2 separate regions of the Zea mays genome follow, and region 1 is linked to region 2. Evidence: chromatin contacts called from public Hi-C data. All regions are on one chromosome and are shown on one strand. Each heading gives the region's core, a stretch centred on a gene start, on an enhancer-like site or on the middle of the called end of the contact. The rest is flanking DNA. Distances are from core to core; before and after follow the strand shown. Region 1 holds the start of LOC100282557 (GAMYB-binding protein). Region 2 holds the start of LOC103629857 (cyclic nucleotide-gated ion channel 1).

Region 1 (4,575 bases), core at 12-2,511, 660 kb before region 2:
ATCCTTATCAGTTGCCTGATATTTGGCTATGGCTTCAATCACATTTTTTGGGTGTTGGATCGATCCAACAGCCAAGATATGCACCCCCTTGACACTCTCCCTTCTTTATCTTCTTCCTCGCTCCTTTCCTCTTCCTCATTTACAACCGATGCAGCAATAGCCAAAGAGATTACATCCCAAACTTGCAAGCTTTGTTCGGTCGCACAGGCTGGTCTTGAGTGTGTTGTTCATATGTTCATGATTATGTAAATCATATTACAGGCATTGATCAAGGTAGGGCATACAAATAATTAGTTTGCACAAACCAAATGCAGAGATGAATGACATCGTGCCAATACAGCAGAACATATCACCCACAGCCAAGTGTCAATTGCAATAATTATCCCCACTAATTTCCACCACTTGGTCATTTCATTGGTAACAGATTGCTTAGTAAATGATAATCTGAATTGCCACTACGCCAACTCAAAGGATTGAAAAAGAGAACCACAATCCCACATTTCACAGCCTCGATTAAAACAAAAAGTGCCTTCACAACACTTGGGGCTAGTTTGGGAGTCAGGGAATTGGAGGGGAACGAGGGGGGCTAAAATACCCTTCCTATTTTGAATAGAAAGGGGGGATTTTAGCACTTGAGGCCGAAGGCTTTAGTAAAGCCCGAGCACATGGTAAGGTCAAATCAAATCACCTCAAAAGTTCCAGAGAACGCATGGAATAATTCAATTCAAACAACCAACCACTGTCTTTCCCCAGTTTGGAATCCACAGCCAATTCGCAAATTCTAGGGAATATGAAAAAAAAAAAGATAATCAGAAATCCTCTCTCACCTTTGTCGCGTCGGAGCTCCTCCCGTCGTCGCTTGCGGTGGCACGCCCAGTCGGCAAGAGATGAGCACCCCTCGCCGGTGGCGCCCTTGGCCCCGAGGGCGTCATCCCCAGCGACGATCTCGATCCGCAACACCCGGTCAGAGAAGTTGACCGAGTTGAAGGCGAACTCAAAGCTCGGGCCCCCACTCGCCGGCGAGAAGTCCGGGTCCATCCCCGCCTCCTCGAACCAATCAGCTACGCGCGTCCCCACGCCTCACGTCACCTCTGAAGTCTGAAGTACAGCCGCCTAAGGGGCCATTGACAGGATAGACGGAGGCCCCAGCTAAACCTAGCAAGGCTTCGAAAAGGAAACCGCGATACGGGAGCGAGAGCGAGCGAGGTGTGACCGTGTCCGTGTGGAGTTTGCCTGAGGCGGAGACGAACAAGAACACGAGAAGCGGAGACGTGGAGGGGTAGCGTCGTGATATAGAGAAATCTGGGGGTGTTTAAACGGGAAGAAAAAGGACAGCTGAACAAGACAGAGTAAATTCGTACCCTCCGGTGGGGACAGGTAGATAAATACACTTCACGCACTTCACGAAGTAGAAATTCGTACCCTCGAAGTAGAAATTCGTACCCTCCGTGGTGTTTGGTTCCAACCTCTAAGTTTTAGTGAGTCATTTTTTGTTTTGAAAATACTAAACGGGAAGACTAAAATAGATCTTTTAAATAGGATTTCTATAGACTAAAGTTTAGTCTTAAATTTTAGGAGTGTAATTAAAGAAATCATTAGTACAAATATGGTTTAAAACATGTCAGACTTGATTTTAATGTATTTTTAGATATTTTTGTCCTGCTATGCGTATGTGCACATACAAAAGATAAAAAGACGCATAAGGACAAAAATATTTAAAATGACACTGAATTAAGTTAATTTGACGTGTTTTGAGTTCTATTTTTGTGAATCTAATGTTTGAAATAACAAAAGTATGTTAAGGTTCTCTTTGAAATCTCTAGTGCTGATAGTTAGCTGCTAAAATTAGTTGTGAAGATGCGAAACACCCGAGCTGAGACCTCAACTTATTGGTAACTAACTATCCACAAACGATTAGGTTATTAGTTGGTTTAATCTAGTAAACAATTTGTTAGCAGGCTAAGCTTTAGAGGTTTCAAACAGAGTCTAACTAAAAAAACCTTTGATTATTACGGTAAGAAAGGTACATATACATCTTTTATTTGGGTTACAGTTACTATTCAGATTTTAGATCGAAGAAATATATTTAGATTGAGATTTCTAGCTATCTATATTACCTCATGACAGAGACTCGTTATTTTAGTAAGATATTTAAGAAAAGATGGGCAAAAAATATGATAAAATATTGGTACTTCAATATTATATTTATTTATTTATTATTTGGCATAGAAGGATAGTTCCAACAATAGATGGTTCCTCTAGAATTCAATGAGTTGTTATATAGACCAAAAATGTGATATGTCACAAGACTTAATGAAGAAGAAAAATAGGAAATCATTTTCAAACTGAAAATAGAAGCAAATATAAGTTGTTTGAGATGTTAGAGTGACCACCAATCTTAATGGAGATGTAGGAAAATATTTCAGATGCTTCGAGGGCCTGAGGCAATGTGACCTTTTTATCTCCCCTTATATTCAACTTGGTGGTTGATGCCATGGTTTGTCTACCATTTTAGAGAGCTTTTGGGAAGGGGGTATATCAATGGAGTAACTTATCATCTCGCTGGGGCGAGCCTAAATAACTTGGAATACATTGATGATACAGCTTTGTTCATCTAAAACTTAGGAAGAGATATTGCAAATCTTAATGGTGTGTTTGGTTTATGGAGTCACTGTATGCTTCATGAGGTGACGCATCATAAGTTCATTCCATCAATTTTGGTGGAATCAACCCACTCCTCATGTATATACTAATTATTAGCTTATGAGGAATGGGGTAGTGATGGATCAACCCATTCTATTCCATAAACCAAATAAAAAAGTGAGGAGTGAGAAGAAGATGGATCACTTCATTCCTCAAACCAAACACTTTGTAAATTTCTTCAGTTCTGCTTTGAAGAGGTTTTGGGTATACAGATTAACTACCCATAGGTGCATACAATTAGGATTGATGAGGTGGAAACTTAGAGAATTGTGGATGGTTTTAATTGCAAGGCGAAGAACTTTGCCATGAAATATCTAGGACATCAATTAGGTACAAGAGGATGGCCAAGTAAGAGCTCGGTGAATAAAACAGGCAAATTAGAGTAAAGGTTAGAGACTTGAAAGTGTTGTCAATTATCTTATGGAGGAAGATCAATGTTGATCATTTCAAGTTTGACCAATACCCTATGTATACAATGGGCTATTGGATTCATGAAGGGATTCAGAAGAGATTAGATCAAATTAGAGGGAGATTTTTCTTGTGAAGGTGTGGGAAATAAAAAGAATTATCTCATGATCAAATTAGCGGGTGGGGCTTCAAAAGAGTTTATCGGTCTAGGTTTCGTTGATACTATAGTCATAAACACAATGCTTTAGCTAAGTGGATTTATGAAGATCCCTCTGCACCTATCTGCAACACTAGGCGATGGATCTCGAACTAATGCTGATATTAGTCCTAGTTCAAAACAACTAGGGTAAAACCAAAAAACGAAGATCCTTCCTCTACTTGTGATAGATGGTAAGTTGGTAACTACCTTTGCTTCATAAAAAAATAGTTTTGCATAGCGTCTTCAAATCATTAGTTGTTATAAAGTCCAAGCTACTAGGTTATATAACGTCCTTGTTGTGTAACATCGATATATAAAAAGGCTAATACATTTATTTTGCGTCACTTAACGCCCGTACTAAGGCTATCTCCAGTAGATATTCTATCTCATCTCCTATTCTAAATTTCACTCTGCAAACAATGTTGTATATAGTGCAAAACATTGTTTTGCACGGCCATATACACGATCTGTTGGCCACAGCCTAAGAACGATAGGAAAAGACGCACCTTCTACATATAACTATGTACTTTGTACAAAAATCCTCATGTTCTAAACCAGGTTTATTCATGAGGAAATCATACACTAACTCAAAAGTAGCTTTCTTTTTTGAAACTGATCGAGTCAATTAAGGTCTTAGATTACATGGTCTAAAGTTTAGTTATTCAAATTATTAACTAAACTTTAAACTGCTTTAGCTCATATGTCATATGTGTTTTAATAAGCTATTAGTTTTTTTTTTGTGTGTGTTTGACAAACCTTTAAACAACCTCTAAACAAATTCTCAAAAGTTGAAGTACTCTCAAGTTTAACTATGAGACCCAAACTAAGCAGGAAAGTCCATTCATTAGAGTACAATAATGACTAATAATGAATTTTCGACCGTGATTGGGCTGTCAAATTCTGTCCAACTAGGGTGTTATTTGGTTAGGTCTCCGTTGTTAATGTAAGAGACAATGGAATGGTTACCGCTGTGATCCGAAAAATTGTAACCGAAGCCTATGATTATTTGTTTAGGAGGTTTTTTTTTTTCTTCTGGCTGTGTAAGGGATAGCGCTAGAAGGTGAGTGGTATAGGCATATTGTACTTGCAGTTAGACGCAACCAAACAGGAAGCAGCGGGATCGATTTACATTGTGAATTGATTATAGGCAGAAAAGCCCCAACCAAACAATCTTGCAGCCTGCACGCATACCAGTTGCTGCAGTACGGCCCATGAATGTTGTGGCCGATCGATCCATCATGATGGTTGATAGCCGAGCCACCAAC
Region 2 (4,743 bases), core at 1,943-4,442:
GTTCCTCTTCGGCAGCCGGTCGAACACGGCCCTCGACAGCGCCAGGCAGCCGCACTTGGCGTACATGTCCACCAGCGCGCTCCCGACGGCGATGTCCGAGTCCAAGGCGTGGCGCATCGCATAGCCATGGATCTCCTTCCCCTTCGCTGGCGCCGCCAGCATCGCGCAGCCAGGGAGCAGGGTCATGAGTGTGACGTTGTTCGGCACCACCGGCTCTTCATCTGTCCCAGCGATGCCGTCTTCTGTTGTGGCATCAGTGAATCTCCCTTGCTGCTGCATCTCCCGGACCAACTGGAACGCGTCGTGGATGTGGCCCTGCACGACGCAGCCAGTGATGAGAGTGTTCCAAGAGACCACGTCGCGGGGCTCGATCGCGGCGAAGATCCACCGCGCAGCTTCCATGTCGCCGAGGCGCGCGTACAAGTCCATGAGCGCGTTCTGCACGAATGGGTTATCCGCCATGCCGCGCTTCAGGACGTAACCGTGCACAGCTTCCTTGCCGGCAAAGGTCTCTGAACGAGCGCACGCGGGCAGCACGCCCGCAATGGTGGTCTCGCTGGGTACGACGCCGGCCTCGGCCTCCATCCGGGCGAAGAGCTCCAATGCCTCCTCGTCCATGCCAGCCTGCGCATATCCGCAGACCATGGCGTTCCACAGCCCGAGCTGACGGTGTCCGCCCGGGACCATGTCGAACACCCGCCTCGCCACGCCCACCCGCTCATGGCTCGCGTACATGTCCACGAGCGCGCTTGCTACGAACGAGTTGGCGGCGAGGTCGGAGTCCTTGAGGACGTAGGCGTGCATCTCCCGGCCGAGGGAGAGCATCTCCAGCTGGGAACACGCCGGGAGCGCGCTCGCGAACGTGATACCGTCCGGGCGCACCCCGCGCGCGACCATGTCGTAAATCACCTCGATGGCCTCGCCACAGCGCCCGCTCTGCACCAGCAGGCTGACCATGGTGTTCCACGTAACGACGCCACCGCCCGGCGAGTCGGTGGTGTCGACGGAGCCGAAGAGCATCTGCGCGTCGTCGACAAGGCCGAGGCGCGCGTACATGGAGAGCAGCGCGTTAAACGCGAACCGTTCGTCGCCGTCCAGGAACCCGTTCTTGAGAGCGAACGCGTGCGCCTCACGGCCGAGGCGCAGGTCCTCAGCGAGGTGGGAGCACGCGAGCAGGACGCTCACAAGCGTGAATGAGCTGAGCGGGTGGCCCTCCAGGAGCATGTCGCGGAGCGCGTCCAGTGCCGGGAGCCAGCGGCGGAAGAGGCAGAGCGCGGCGATGAGGGAGTTAAAGGTGACGGCGTCGCGGCTGGGCATGGCATTGAAGAGCGCGAGCGCGGCGGTGAGGTCGCCGCATCGCGCGTAGGCGGTGAGGAGCGCGTTGGCGACGGCCGGGGTGAACCCATGGAGGAGATCGCGGCGCAGCGCAGCGCCGTGAATGGACCGGACGGCTATGAGGGAGCGAAGCGCGGCGGCGGACTTGGCGGCGGGCGGGAGCGCGAAGTGGTCGAGCGGGGCATGGGAGGAGGACGCCGCCGACAAGGATGATAGCGCGTGGAGAGCAGCGGCATGGTTGCCTGCGGCAGTGAGAGAGCGGATAGTGGCGGCGGTGGGTGGCTGCGGTAGGGGTGGCGTGGGTGGTGGAGGTGGGGAGGTGATAGGGAGGGGCGTGGCGGCCATTGAGCGGCGGAGGGGATTGGCCGCCGATTGGGATTTGGGGCTCGGCTAGGGGCTTCAGCGTCGAGTCCACAGTCCACTCGAGTCGAGTGTTTGGGTGTGGATGACACGATCCTGCGGGGTGTAAATGGATTAGGTAGGGATGGATATTAGTTTTTTTCTATTTTAATTTGGATTTATATTTAAATATAAACAGCATACGTTAAATAAAATATAAATGAATATTAATATTAAAAACATATGATTTAAGTGTTTAATATGAACCGGACTCGAATACACATCTCTAAGACTATCTTCAGCAACTTACTCATCTTCATATCCATATTTAAGTTTCACCATGGGAACAATGCATTCTACAGTACAAAACATTGCAAAACATTGTTTTAACTTACCATATAGGTGAAGTGTTGAACATGGTCTAAGGCTCCGTTTGTTTTCCCTGAGATTTTCATAATATAATTTTGCACAAAATCTAAGATATTATCTCACAATGCAGTTGGAAGTAGATTCTACAAACTTTAGATGTAAGTACAATATCCAAGACATAATATCTAATTGTGTTTGGTTTATTATGAGATATTTTTGTGAGGATTCTAAAAATCCATGGAAAACAAACAAGCTCTAAATAGATTCCAATGTATTAGAATGAGTAAAATGCAGTAACATTTTTGAATTTGATACGTTGTATCACTTGAGTCATCAAACTTACAAAACCAGTAAAACATGTCTTCTAGCTTTGTCGACCCGCCAAAACCGTCCAAACCCGATTTTGTTCAAACAGAATGCGGACGTGGCATGTCACGTTGGAGTCATTTGGGTCCCGATTTTGACATGATGTACTGGGTTCTTGAACTTGACGTACTATGTTATTTGAGTCCCCAAAGTTTCATTTATATGCTTAACATGTCCCGTCACGAGTCACGACGATATCTGATTTGAGCAAATCTAATTTTGAACAGTTTTACGCAGGCCGATAAAGTTAGAGAACATATTTCTAAAAAAGTTAGAGGGCGTATTTTAATTTATTTTATTAGTTTACTTAGTGACTTTCATGATATAACATGACAAGTTCAAGAAAGAATAAGGGGGTGTTTGGTTGCTCCTGCTAAAGTTTAGCTCGGGTCACATCAAGCGTTTGACTTTTAAATAGGAGTATGAAATATAGACCCAACCAACTGGACTAGATTCGTCTCGTCTTTTAATCTTCGGCTGACAAATTAGTTTTATAATCTGACTATATTTAATACCCGGAACGGAGGTTCAAACATTCGATGGGACAAAGGGCTAAATTTTAGCGGGGTGTAACCAAACACCCCCTAAGTTCAAAAATACCTGCATCCCAATTGCGAGTGCCTGGTCGATGACTCGATGGTCGTGCCGTGACTGTTCGGCTGACAAATTAGTTTTATAATCCGACTATATTTAATACCCGGAACGGAGGTTCAAACATTCGATGAGACAAGAGCTAAATTTTAGCGGCCCCCTAAGTTCAAAAATACCTGCATCCCAATTGCGAGTGCCTGGTCGATGACTCGATGGTCGTGCCGTGACTGCCGTCCTGCTGCTGTCGAGTTCACGCACTCCTGTGACTCCTCCTGTCTTTCCCCCGCCTGCCTGCCACAACCAGTCGACCACGGCACCACCATCATGCGGCGAAGACCGAAGACCGAAGACCGTTAGCGCCAGCGGGAAGCTTCGTTGCATTTCTCCCCCAACTCCACCCGCCTACCCCGCCCCGCCTCGAAGGGGAAAGGGCACTCCCGCGCCCCCAAGTCGAAACGCAAGGTAAACCAACCCCCAGCTCTTCCTGCTCCGGTCTGATTCACTTCCGCTTTGCGCTAAGCCGTTGCGGTCGGATCAACGCGGGCGAGCTTGGTTTTCGCGCAATTTGGTGTCGCGTGACTGGTGGGTTGTGTCCTAGCTTTCGCTTGGGTTTTGATGCGGGGATCAAATATCTGTACGGCTGGCTGTTCTCCTCTTTAGTGCCATGCTTCATTTTGATCCATTGTCTAGGTGATGCTTGTGGCACGTAGGTTGGGTGTTTGGGCGATTTGGGGTTTCCTTATTCTGGGGCAAATTCAGGACGTTGGTGGCGGCATGCTGTTAATTATACAAGACTTTATTTTTTCGCCAGCGTTCAGGTGTTTCATTAATAGGAAGAAAGAAAGTGTGGCCGCACACGGGCGGGCTCGGGTGGTAATGAGTTTACAAAGGTTATTACAATTTCTGAGACTGGGATGCTTATTTTCGAATGTTGTGGGTTATGCTGCTACTTCCAGGCTATGTTTCGGAGCAATTAGATCATCAAAGATTATTTTTTCTAATACCGGATCTCAGTTGGCTGTTTCGACATTGCTAATTTTCTTTCTTTTATCTTCTGATTACTGAAAATACTTTACAGGACAGTTTGCTTACCGGTTTTGTGTTCTTACTTGGTTGTGATTATAATCACCCGAGACCTTGTCGTATGTGGATATCATGCTTGAAGATTTGATATACTCGTGTTAGCAGCTAAATTCGAAGAAAATGGTGATGGGAAGAGAGGACAAATATGTGAGGTTAGCCATCCCCTGTTGCTTGACAAGTTGAGTACATTATTTTGTTGAAGTGTTTTACGTTCATAACATGTCATGCTAGCGTTGGGAAACATGGTATGCTATATGCTAACAGTGAATAAGATTAGTTGCGTAAAATAGGACCACTTGCAAGTAGATAATCATAGATTATACCTTCCTGTCGCATAGCACAGTGGGAGATTGCCATTGAAACATGTAAATCATAAATCTTGACATGATGCCATCAGCCATCGTTCTATGACAACCATTAAAGTATCATCATAAGCCTCCCACTCACACTAGAGTTAATTGTGCCAGCATTTTGCACCCATGGCTCTTGTGTGTGCCTCATGCTTTGCTCGTGGTAGTGGCTTAGTCAACGGATATGCCATGTCCACGTCAATGTGCACCTTGCATATCTTCCAATATTTTCAAATCGTCTAGTCGGTGATAAGGTCGACTAGTCTTTGATTAGGGAGACTAGTCACCCCTAGTCAGCAGTTAGTCGTCC

What was found. Hi-C and Micro-C count contacts between places; a contact is called where the count stands out from the background.
Region 1: a Hi-C map of tassel shows a contact between it and region 2, with 2.7 times the contacts expected there. The contact joins the promoter of LOC100282557 here to the promoter of LOC103629857 in region 2. A contact is called at or near these places in 4 of 25 Hi-C or Micro-C datasets (ear, endosperm, leaf and 1 more).

The regions. Positions count from the first base shown.
Region 1 is chr6:117,466,115-117,470,689 of Zm-B73-REFERENCE-NAM-5.0, reverse strand. LOC100282557 (GAMYB-binding protein) reads right to left here and starts at 1,261. Exons shown (of 6, transcript NM_001155465.1): 1 at 828-1,261. The coding sequence starts at 1,038.
Region 2 is chr6:116,810,028-116,814,770 of Zm-B73-REFERENCE-NAM-5.0, reverse strand. LOC103629857 (cyclic nucleotide-gated ion channel 1) reads left to right here and starts at 3,192. Exons shown (of 8, transcript XM_020539432.2): 1 at 3,192-3,462; 2 at 4,079-4,235. The coding sequence starts at 4,204. It overlaps LOC103629856 (pentatricopeptide repeat-containing protein At3g57430, chloroplastic), which reads right to left and starts at 1,762. Exons shown (of 1, transcript XM_008650948.4): 1 at 1-1,762. The coding sequence starts at 1,680.